Linked DNA regions of Ovis aries: region 2 is linked to region 1. A link is a contact called in public Hi-C data. All regions are on one chromosome and are shown on one strand. The core of a region is the stretch at or near the end of the contact, and the rest is flanking DNA. Distances in the headings are between cores, read along the strand shown. Region 1 overlaps KCNN3 (potassium calcium-activated channel subfamily N member 3). Region 2 holds the start of KCNN3 (potassium calcium-activated channel subfamily N member 3).

What was found. A called contact is a pair of places that touch in the nucleus more often than the background predicts.
Region 2: a Hi-C map of hypothalamus shows a contact between it and region 1, with 1.8 times the contacts expected there. The contact joins the promoter of KCNN3 here to the enhancer-like site in region 1. A contact is called at or near these places in 2 of 16 Hi-C or Micro-C datasets (hypothalamus and muscle).

The regions. Positions count from the first base shown.
Region 1 is chr1:104,975,345-104,981,583 of ARS-UI_Ramb_v3.0, forward strand. All of the region lies in intron 3 of KCNN3 (potassium calcium-activated channel subfamily N member 3), which reads right to left. Among named protein-coding and RNA genes, the nearest start is that of ADAR, 110 kb to the left of the region's middle. Within about 2 kb of position 2,702, at least 30 of the 54 cell types and tissues checked have an H3K27ac peak or open chromatin away from gene starts, as enhancers often do. A contact at or near this core is called in hypothalamus, where this site is marked.
Region 2 is chr1:105,083,538-105,089,593 of ARS-UI_Ramb_v3.0, forward strand. KCNN3 (potassium calcium-activated channel subfamily N member 3) reads right to left here and starts at 4,515. Exons shown (of 9, transcript XM_027975753.3): 1 at 3,292-4,515. The coding sequence starts at 4,188.

The DNA of each region.
Region 1 (6,239 bases), core at 1,452-3,951:
TAAGTCAGAGTTGTCTGCAGATTGGATTGAATCTTTATTTTTTAACTTTTATTTTATATTGGAATATAGCCAATTGACACTGTTGTGATAGTTTCAGGTGGACAGTAAAGAGACTCAGCCATACATAGACATGTATCCATTCTCCTCCAAACTCCCCTCTCATCCAGGCTGCTACATAACATTGAGCAGAGTTCCCTGCAAGACAGAAGGACCTTGTTGGTTATCTATTGTAAACAGAGCAGTGTGTACATGTCCATCCCAAGCTCCCTAACTATCTCTTCCCCCTCATCCTTCCCCCTGCCCTGGCAACCATGAGTTTGTTGAATGAATGGTCTTTTACAGTGATGAGTTCCCTGTCCCAGAGCATGGTCAGCAGAGGCAGCATGACTCTAGAGAGATTAAGTACATGTACAATGTCCAAGGTTGATGGTGGAACCAGAAGCCAAACTGTCTTTTAACCCTGAGTTCAGGCTGTAACCAGCCTCTGAGCACTGTCACCACAGTGTCACTGCATGTATTGGCTCAGCTCAGACATGTTTATCATTTTCAAAAGGAGCCTTACTCACTAGCTTCTGTGCCCCCTCTATCGTGGGGGTGTTGAGCCCATCTGGCCTTCTCAGCATGTCCGTGCCTGCCTCGGACCTTTATTGGCAGGCAGATCCCATGAACTTCTTGGGAAAACCAAAGAACCAGGTGTGGTAGGGTTGGTGGGTTCCCAGGGCCACTATTCCCAAGCCACCAGGGGTTGGAGGTTGCCAGGGAAACCCTTGGGCAGCGCACAGAGCCGGGAAGTAGGCATCCAAGTGGGGTGGGAGGTAGAGTGGGGCTGGGGATGCTCAATGAGGTGCCACTTGGAGTGTAGCATAGAAAGAAAGAAAAAAAGAAAGAAAGTGAAGTCGCTCAGTCATGTCCGACTCTTTGCAACCCCATGGACACCAGGCTCCTCCGCCCATGGGATTTTCTAGGCAAGAGTACTGGAGTGGGTTGCCATTTCCTTCTCCAGGGAATCTTCCCAACCCAGGGATCAAACCCAGGTCTCCTGCATTGTAGACAGATGCTTTACTGTCTGAGCCACCAGGGAAGTCCTATCTCACCCATATTCCCTTCCAGCTCAGCCTCTGGGAGGCTGGAGTCAAGTCTCAGGGGATGGAGGAGACTCTATTAAGTGGAAGGAGACTATCTTATGAAAAAAAAATCTCCCAGCAGCTATGCAATGAGAGCAGGAGTGCAGGGTTTCACACTAGCCTGGGCAGCGGCAGCCGTGCCCACAGTGGAGGGGGGAGGAAAGCGCAGGGTGGCAAGGAGTGCGCATGACATGTGCCAGGCCACTAAACACATGGAGAAGAGCTGTGGAATGAGGGTCCCAGCCCTTGTTGGTGGGGGGGCCTGCACTGAGATGCAGGGCACCATGGCATCGCCAGGGGCAAACAAAACCACCCCAAAGTTGAAAAATGGAAAAGTTGACAGAATGTAGATTTCCTGTCTTGACAAATGTCAGCCCACAAATAGACGTGGCTGACGCAGCTTACAGGAAGCCCTCCCTTTTCCTCACCTTGGCTCCCTCCAAGGATTCCCACCCCTGTAAGATTTTTGGCACTGTCCCCTCCTAGTGGTGCAGGCTTTTTCATGTGGTCCTGGGGAAGAGAAGCCTGGGTCCCCTTAGGCATCTATGATAAAAAACCAGGCAACTTCCCTCTTATACATCAAGGATGGTACTGTGTACCATTCTGGGTGGTATCAGAAAGCTGGTCATTCAGGTCTTTTCTGTAGGGCTTAATTCTCAGATCCTGGTTGAGAAAGGTTGAATGATTCTTTCCAGCTGGAGAAACAGCCCTGCCCTTATATGGATCTACCCTAAGGCAAAAATCCTGGAGGCAAAAAGGCACTGGCCACCTCTCAGCACCAGGCTTCCCCAGTGGCTCAGCAGTAAAGAATCCGCCTGCAATGTAGGAGATGAAGAAGACACTGGTTCGATGCCTGGGTGGGGAAGATCCCTTGGAGGAGGGCATGGCAACCCACTCCAGTATTCTTGCCTGGAGAAGCCCATGGACAGAGGAGTCTGGTGGGCTACAGCCCATAAGATCGCAAAGATTCGGACACAACTGAAGCAACTGAGCCCAGCACCTCCCAGCGAGAGTTTAGGGAAACCTAGTGTTTAGTGTAACAGAGGCAGGAGGAATCTGGAGATTGACTTGACTGTTAAAATAGAATGGTTTCTCTGTATAACAGAGTTCACTTTGCACCCACAGTGTCCCAAACAGTGCTTCAGAATGCTACTTTTGGGGGGCATTTTCCTCGTTTCTTGATTCCCCTTTCTAAGAGGTGTCATTCGTTACTTATAATTTGTGAATGTTATTTAATGTAAATAAAAAATACAAATAAACCAGTCACAAATTAACAATTGCCATGCCAGAGTATCAAAGGGCACAAAAATACTGCCAAGAAAAAGAGGAAAGAAATTTTGAATCAGAAACAACAGAGAAAGAGCAAGTGGTCTGTGAGCGAGTAAGGATCAGTGCAAAACACGCACGTGAAATAAGAACGGGACTCTGCAAGAAGCAGGCGAGAGAGGCAGCGCTGGGACAGAGGACCAGTCCTCAAGTTTATTCTTGTGTCTCTGGGCACGCGCGCCACAGCAGGGTTGAACCTGAACTCTGACAGTGCCCAGAGCCGCCGACTGGCTCCTCCCCGAAGCCCGCCCCTCCCCTGAGACCCCGCCCACCGCCCCTGCCCCGCCCGCCCCGCGCCCCCTGCGCCAGCCTGCTCCAAACGCCTTGACCTTGCCGGAAGCACCCGCGGGCTGGCAGTTTCTCTTGACTGGATAGGGCGCTCCCGCGTCATCGCTGGGCCCCTAGAGCCTGACCCACCCAGTGCCGCTGCTGAAGAGCTAATGCCAGCCAGGCCTCGGATCACACCTAACCTGCAGAACTCCACCTGCTTGGACACTGGTTCTAGGTCCTCCCGTAATCATCCCGCGGCCACAGAGGGGCTCTCTAAGTGTCACCCCTGCCTGGGGGAAGGAGGACCCCAGCCTAGGCTCACGTCGTCTGGTTATCTTGTCCACTGAGGACAGTGCCTGCTAGATCTGAAGGGGAACCCTTTAGGAAGGAACTTATATTGTGCTTCTCTGAGAAAATTACATGTAAAAACTGAGTGAGCCGTTCAACTTTACTTTCAAGCCCTGTTGATAGAAAATAGGAGTTTCTGTGGAAGATGAGACGAGGGGCTTTGTGGAGGGAGAAAAAAACAAAATGATCCCTCTTTACATTAAAAAACACACACTCACATTGTCATGCATTCTCACTGCAAGTAAAATGTAACCAAAAAAATCACATGTAACATCCCACAGAAAACAATATATGTATTTCCCAAGCATTTTCTATGCATGTTAGATATCTATTTTTAATTGGTAACATCCTATATAATACTTTTGTGTGATCCTTTCAAAAAATATTACATCATGACTTTTTCCTACTTTATTATAGTCTTCAAAGGATGGGTTTAAAAACAAAAATTGTTGCTTGATTACCCATATGGATGTGCTATGATTTATTTAACTGCTTAAATCCTGGACACTTACTTGGTTTCTGATTCTCCACTATTGTAGAATGCATATGAAGGACCTTGACATAAATTGATTATTTCATTAGAATAGCTTCCTAGAAGGAGAATTCCTGGGTTAAAGTTATGAACTTGTAAAGGCTCCCTTGACATACTGCTAAATTGTTTTGCAGAAAGGCAGTGCTAATTTTCCTTCTTGCCATCAGTATGAGAGAAACAACCCACCCACTCCACCACCACCAATAACAACTTTCTTCAGCATTGAATTATATTTATTTAAAATTTTGTCAGTTCCAGAGGAGAAAAAGCAATTCTCCTTGTAGTTTCAATTTGCAGTTCTTTGATTTGAGAGGCTGTGTTTTTTCATTTTATTGGCTATTTGTATTTCTTTCTTTGTGGCTGTGTTTTTATTTTTAGCTTTTTTTTTTTAACTGAGAAGATGAGTTTTTCTGATTGGTAACTAGGATTGCTTTGTACAACAGAGATATTTACCTCTTGTCATGTTTGCTGCCAATATTTTTCCTAGTGTAACATTTGCCTTTTAAATAAGTTTATTATTTTTTTTGAAGAACAGAAATCCAAAATTGTATGTATAATGTAATCAGATACTCCAGTGTTTTCCTTCACATTTCTTTTCTTCTAAAATTTTATGCTTAACAATTCTCTCCCATCTCAGGATTGATTAAATATTCACTTTGTTTTCTGGAGTTTGTTCATGGTTTCTTTTTATATCTGACTTTTTGATCCACCTGGAATTTATTTTGGTGAGAGGTGGGATTCTAATTTGATTTTTCATCCAAGTATCCCATCTTTCTATTAACATGTATGGAATAATCTATTGCTTCCTAATTGGTTTTTCCGCTCAAATATTGAGTTCTCACAAAGTGGGATTTATTTTGAAGGTTTCCCTTAGGTTTCATTGATCAGTCATTACTGATTTTTCAGCAATGCCAAAGAGACTTAATTACCTTAGTTTTATAATACATTTTATTAATGATATCTGGTGGAGAAAGTCTTCCTCAAAGGTCTTTGCTTTCAAAAAAAAAGTTAAGCTATTCTCTTTTATTTATTAAATTATCCTCAGAATCAGTAGGTATTCTACTTTAAAATTTCTAGTTTTGTGTTTTCTTTTTCTTGATTAGACTTGCTAAACATTGATACCTTTGAGATTTACTAATTCTGTTTTTAAATTCATTAATTCCTGTCTTTGTTATAAAACTAATTTGTTCTCCTGAGCCTTTTTGTTCTCCTAATGAATTCAATTTATTTCCATGCTTCTTTTTCTCAGTGTAAAACTTTAAGGATATTTTTCATCTGAGCACAACTTTGGGTACATCCTGAGTTTGGGTTTATAGAGTTGTAATTTTTAAAATAGTCTTCAATGGTAGTTTTGAATAATTCTCTTTTGAACAAGTTGTAATTGAGGAGATCGCTTTCAAAATCCCACTGCCCCAAAGTTTCCTTTTAGTGGAAGTTTTGTGGCCTTGAAGTTAGACAATATGCCTGAAATTTTTTTTCTGATGTTTTGAAATGTGTGGCCAAGAAGTTGATCAATTTTTGTAAATGTTCAATGGGTGCTTTAAAAATGTATTATTTATCAGCTACAAAGTTCAAAATTTATCAGTCAATTAAAACATTAAAAACTCAGATTCTCTATCTCCTTATTTATTTTTGCATAAAAAGTTCACAGTATTACCGTGTATAACGTATTTATCCAGATTAAATGGTTCCTTTGGACCATTTAATGATTTTGGCTTTGAATTCAACTTGGTTTAAAATGAAGATTTCTACTCAATTGCCCTTTGGTTTGTACTCACCTAATACATCTTTACTATTCATTTATTTTTCTGGACCTTTCTATTTAAGGTACCTCTTTTGTAAACAGCATAACATTTAGTTTTGCTTTTAAATCCTATCTAAGTAAGCAACACTATCTTCTAATTGGGGAGGTAAATTCCGTTCTGTTGATCGTGACACATTTTAAGTTTGGTTTCCTCTCACCTTTTTTCATGCTTTCTGTTTTTCAATTTTTCCTTCCTGGTTCCTTTATTTTTCTGTCTCTGATGATGTTTGTGTTTCTCACCCAGGAATGTGGAAAACGCACCTTCTCCGGGTAGGAAAAAGCGAGACTCTCAGACAGGAGGCTGGGGGCGGGGTTGGGGGGGGCGGCGGGCGGTGGTCTCAGGTCTGCAGACCCCTGGTTCCATGACCCAAGGCACATTGCAAAACCGTAACTTCCCTGTGCCTCAGTTTCCTCCCATGCAGGATGAAGATAACAATAGTCCCATGCCTCGTGGAGCTGTGGTCTGGATGAAGCGAAATAATACCTGGCTGACGCTATTGTTATCATCATTAGACTTATAAAACTCTTCCTGTGGTTACCTTTAGCTTTAAAAAATGATTTAAAAAAATTAAAAAAAAATGATTTAACCTGTATTTCTCTAATTATTAAAATTGAGAGAGAAGGCTTTTAAAATTCTCTTCTACTTAAGACGATGAATTTAGCATGTATTATTAATCCTTTCTAGACTTCTCTCACCTTTTTAGTCTGTGGGTTAGCGACCCTCTCACCACTATTGAATTATTTTATTGCATCCATTTACTCTTTCCAGAATCTACTCTTTCTTTGACATTAGAATTTGGTTGCACGGTCATGTTTAAATGTAGTCGGGATCGAA
Region 2 (6,056 bases), core at 3,265-5,764, 110 kb after region 1:
CACAAGGTTAGTAATCGTCATCACCTAGGGAAAAGAAAGTGTGTCCCTCTCCCCAGGGCCTTTGAGTGGGAACTGTAACCATCAGGACAGAATAATCCAATATGTCCATCCTCCTGCTTCCACACCAGTCACCAAACCAACCAGACAGAGTTCTCCAGCAAAAGAGGCTGTCAGCCATCCATCCCTAGGGTCACTGACTGTCTCTGAGTTCCCCCAGCTGGTGATTCTTCATTCTGACCTAAGCCCTCTCGTCACAACAGAATCTGTTTTCTCTGCAAGGCTGGGAACAAAGGTTCACCACCCCTGCAACAGACCCATGTTTATAGGTGGTTTCCAGGCTTCCCAGGTTGCACTAGTGGTAAAGAACCTGTCTGCCAATGCAGGAGACATAAGACACAAGGGTTTGATCCCTCAGTCAGGAAGATCCCTTGGAAGAGAACCAGTATTCTTGCCTGGAGAATCCCATGGACAGAGGACGTAGGTGGGCGACAGTTCATAGCATCACAAGAGTCAGACACGACTGAAGCAACTTAACATGCATGCGTGTGAATCAGAAGACCCAGCCCATTCTCCAAAGTTCTCCCCTCCAAGACAACTTCTCATTCCACTGACAAGTCTTGGTTCCAAGCCTATCAAGGCCCCAACTAATTCTGAAGACAGAGCTAGATAACAGGAAAAATACATCTTTTTTCCTCCTATCATCAATAACAATAGCAATAGGTCCTACCTGGAGTACCCCACTCTCCCCACTTGGCAGCTGGGGAGACAGGCTCAGAAAAGCTACTTGGATTGTCCAGGATCACACACTAGAGATGGCAGAGCTGGGACTCGGACTCTGCTCTGCTCCTTTAAAACAACCCTATTTGCCTCCAGGAGAGGAGAGACAATAGCTGCCCTAACCCCCTCCTAGGCCCACAGGGCCTGACACAGACACCCAGAAAATACTTGTTCCGTAGTGACTCAGTGCCTGGTGGATAGAGGATGGGAGGCCTGGTGAGCAGGTGAAAGTGAGCCCTGCTCAGCACACCAAGACCAACCCCAAGGTGCACAGGAAGTGGCCACCTCATTAGCTGAGGCAAGCAAGACTTTCTGGGTTGCTGCTGCCCTCCATGCACCCATCAGCCAGAGGGTCATCAACTTAAAATTAGGCAAACCCCAGCCCCTGGGATCACCTCAACTTTCCTTTGCCCCAGAGTCTGCTTTCTCGGGCTCTGGGAAAGCCCCTTTCCCTGAATACTCCAGCAGGGAGCCACCTGCTCCAGCAGCAACCCTCCCACCCCATCAAGACAAATGTGCACAGATCCCACACTGGGAGCTGTCTCAAGGAACAGCCATTCCCCTAAGAGCTCAAGAGTTCACTAAAAGAGAGGGTCTTGCCCCTTCTCCCCACCCCCCCAGCACTTGGGCCTGCATCAGTTCCCCCCAGCAAGGGCTCCTGGTCCCCAGGGGGAACCTGGAGGGGGCCGGGGTTGTGCCCAGAGTGGCTGTCAGGCCTGCCGAGGCCAGTGGCCCCCTCTCCTGGAGCACCCATCAGGAGAAGGCAGCAAGCAGAAAGACCTGCAGACTCAGAGGCTCATTACAGGGAATGACTAAGTGAGCTGCGATTCCAGGGGAAACCCCGCTCGCTCCAGCTCACTGAGGGGCTCAAATGCTACACCTCCAGAGATGAAGGCGGCTTCCGGGAGCTGGCCAGAGCTGGGGCAATGCCCTCTGAGCAGCCAGGACCTTCCACCTGGAAGTCTTCATTCTGGCTCTTCATGCTGTCTGACAGGTCTGCCCCACCCCTTTCTAGAGCAGGCAGATCTGCCCATCCCCTGCTCAGAGAGCGAGAGGCTGGGAATGGGGGAAATCCGATCAGCACCTCCCAGGTTTTTGTGGCTGGATTTCAACAAGGAATGTGACAGTCTCGCAGCAGCTGTGCCCAGCCTGAAACAAGCTCTATTTGAAACCCCCAACAGCTGAGCCCCTCCCCGCTACCCGCTGGCCAGCCTAGCCACCCCCTGCCCAAAATGACAAATAAGTAGAGAAATCCAAGCAACAAGCAAGCAAGCATGCATGCGCGCGCACACCCACCCCAACAAGTAAACTGCGGGTGAAGGGTAGAGTGGGGGAAAAAACCCACTTGCCCAGTGACTCCCCAGGTCTCCAAGCCTTCAAGCTCGCAGCAGGAGGGCTCCCAGCAAGCAGAGCTTTGACAGAAATCCACCTTCCTCAAGCCCCACTCCCTTGGAGGACGCGACTTCAAGCCCGCTAGGGGAGGGAAGCCCCCGCCTCCTCCTGGGGACTGGACAGAGGCTGGAGCAGCCGGGCCAGCTCCCCCGCTAAAGCCCGTGCCGCCGCCGCCGCTGTTCTCCATTGGGGCGCGCACTCACACACTCGCGCACACACTCATCCTTATTTATCCCTGAGAAGAAGGAGTTGGGGTGGGAGGGGAGAACTGGGACTGAGCCGGGGGCGCGGGCTCTCGGGGACGCCCGGGAAACCCTGTCATTCCATCCCAAGGAAAGGCACTCCCCCCTACCGCCGCCGCTGATGCCAAGGCGGCGCCCATCTGCTCTGCCCGGGTAACACCTGTAGCCATTTTTATCAGGGGGTGTTTACGAGGCAGTAGCAGGTTTATTCTGAGTCCTCTTTCCTGAGGGAAAGGACCGCTGATTTCTTCCGCCTGTATTTTTACCCCATGACCCCCCCCCCACACACACACACAGGAGACGCCAAATCGCCGGTGCTTCTCTGTTTTGCCCTAAGTCTCTCAGGGAGGAGGAGGGAAATGGAAACTTGGGAAGAGAGGGAGAAGACAGAGAAGGGACTGGCATGGAATCCCCAGCCCCCACCCAGACATTTATTTCTTTTTTATCCTAGGGAAAATGGAGTGGAGCAGGGAGGGGAGGAGAGGAGGGAAGTCACAGGAACTGGCAAGCACATCAAGGCAGAGTGTAATTAATTGGTGCGTTAAGCTGCTGGGTTATGCTTTAGTACGAGTGAGCCAGGAGGAAAGATGATTTCTCAGAAGGGATTCTTTAATCCTCCCTAACACAGAGTCCGCAAATTAGACACAGTGTGTGGGGATGTCCCCCCTCCAAGGGAAGCAAGGAATGAATTCTCCCGGGATTAAGCAGGAAAACCATGGGAAGTTAAGTGTTCGATATAATTGAGCAAACGCCTCTCCCCACCACCATCATCTCTCTCTCTCTCCCCCAATCTGTCTCTCTCTCTCCCCCACTCTCTCTCTCTTTTGCTACCTACATATTCCTTTTGTTCAAAGGTATAAAGAGAAACTGCAGCCCCTACCTTTGAGTACAAACCCCAAGAGAGCTCGGTCTCTATCACCATAACAACAATTCCAAACATCCCAAAAATCAGAGCATAGTCACTCAGTCGCTTCCTCTTTTCAAACAGGGCCCTCCTGTGTCCCAGCTTATAGCCAATGTTTTGGTTTTTCCGCTTGTTGGCTTTGGGGAAGGTGGCGCTGCTGGCGGTGGTACCGGCATGCTGGTGGTTTTGGGTGGCATTGGGGTGATGGAGCAAGGTCTGGTGGGCATGGTTGTCCTCCCGGGAGGAGATGATGATCTCCGGGGGGTTGCTGGGGCTGAAGAGCTGGAGGGGTTGGCCCTCAGGCTCAGCCTCAATGAGGTTCCTCCGGGAGGCGCTGAGGCGGCTAAGGGGCTTCATGACCCCCCCGCTGTACTTGCAGGAACTCATGGCGATCTCCGTGAAGGGGTTGCTGTCCCGCCGGTGCACCAGGGGGCTGGCCTGCCGGTGCCTGCCGCCTCCACCAGGCCCACTTGTGGCTGTGGAACTTGGAGAGTGGCCAAGCAAGTGGTCATTGAGATTGAGCTGGCTGCCTTGCCTGGAGGAAGGGTGGAGGATGGCGGTGGAGTTGGATGAAGGGGGGCCCCTGAAAGCAGTGGGAGAGGAGTGTAGCAGGCCGGGATGGACGGGCTGGCTCTGGAGTTGGGTGAGCTGAGATAGGGGATGCGGTGGCTGCTGCTGCTGCTGCTGCTGAAGCTGCGGAGGCTGAGGCTGCAACGGGGGTCCTGGGGGCTGCTGAGGGGCTGCTGGTGGTGCTGGCGGTGGTGGCGGCGGCTGCTGCTGCTGCTGCTCATCCCCGGAGGATGGACAGGGGCACTTGGGGTCTTCATCCAGGTCCCCCACCCCAGAGTCATGGAAGTGCCCAGAAGTGTCCATCTTGGGGCCGGGCTGGATTGCCTGCAGCACAACCCCCCACCCCAAAGCCACCCTCGTTCCAAAGATGTCCTCAAAGAAAGCCAGGCATCCAAGCTCCCCCACCAGAGTGTCTTGGCTCCAGTCCTCTCTCTTTGGCTTGCTCCGGTTCTCTGGGGCTGCCTGGAGTCCAGACGCTGCCACTCAAGAATGCATGGTACTGGGCAGGGAAGGAGGGCAGGAGGGGAGCTTGGAGAAAGAAGAAGAAGGGGGAAAAAGAACTCTGTCTCAGGAGGTGGTCCTCTAGGAGCGTGTGAGGCCAGGCTCAGCTTCACTCCTCGCTGGCTCAATAGCTTTGCTCTCCTCCTCCTGCCACTGTTATAGGGTAAGCCAAGCCCACTTATTAGCAGCCGGTCTCATTGGCTTGGCTTAACTCTCCAACCACCTCCTAACTCCGCCCCCCGCAAAGGCTCCTCCCCGGAGGAGGGGCCTGCCGCGCTCCGCTCCCAGCCCCGGCGGCGGCGCAGCGCGGGCTGGGAACTGTAGTTTCCGCTTCCCACCCGGGAGCTGAGCAGCTGCCCTCTTTTCCTCTGACAGGTATGGCAGAAACCCGTCAGCCCACGGCGATACGGGATGTATGCGCACGCGGGGTGGTGGCGAAGAGGAGCAGAGGTCCTCGTACGGAGGGGAACTGTGCACCCCGATGCGGTGGCAAGAAACAGGAAGTTATTAATGGTCAGGGTCTATGATAGCTTATTTCACGCCTATTATCCAGCTACAGCCTGCAAATACCCAAGGAGGCGGGCATCGTGTTTCCATTTCACAAACTGATGCTCAGAGATATTGAGTAACACCTTCAAGGTCACAGAAGCAAAGGGCACATCCTCCTGACCCCAGGTAGATACTGAACTGCCTGCAATATGTGTGCAGGAGCATCTGTTATTTCTAAGCCTCACAACAACCCTATGAAAATGATGTCATTATTCTTCTACAGATGAAAATCGTTCTTTAAAAAAACCACTCAAGCACAGAGAAGTAACTTGCCAGATGTTACCCCATTTGTAATTAAGGGTAGTAGAATCTGAACCCAGGTCAGTCTGAACCCACAGCCCCTATACCATCTCCCAAGATGCCTTTCTACTATGACGCTCAGTGAAAAGTGGTGGCTCCATAAATGTGGCTCAAATGACGAGTGGGAAAGAGCCAGATAGAAGTTGTGGGGGGAGAACTGGCCTCCGCAAAGCAGGATGTGTGAAAGGGACTATGGCTGCAGCCAGACTTGGAGTCACGGTAGGGTCTGGCGGGAAGACTGAAGACCCCTGTGGTTGCTCCCCACCTGATCTGTTCCATGGAGTTCTGAGAGTCAGAGCTGGGAACAGCTGCTGGCTTCCCAGGTTCAGAACCATCATCAAGTATTTATTAAGCTCCCACTGTGTGCAAAGGGAGTTCCAAAGAAATGGGACCCTGCTGAATTCATTTCCATTTCTAACTGCAACTGACTTAGAGATCAGTGAAGAGGGGCCTGGGATTCCCCAGGCACACCTGGGGTTTTAGGAAGGCGATGTCTTCCTACCTGGCTCTTGGTCCCACCATCACCCCTTGGCCTCTGTCTAGCTGCTTTCCTGGTGGGAAGGGGGAAGAGTAGGAGAGCCATGCACACATACACACACACAGATACACGTATGCAGGTGCACATATATACACAGGTGTGCACTCAGTGGTCCATAAGCATGCACACACACAGTGAGGTTTTAAAGCATTTCTGAACGGTGAGCAGCAAGTAGCCAGGTCAGGAAGGGGCAGAGCTCCCATCAAAAGAGCCCAGAGTACCCTTCCTATGCCAGTTCTCACCTCTCCAATTCCCTATCAGCCCTAATAATTGACAGTTAAGC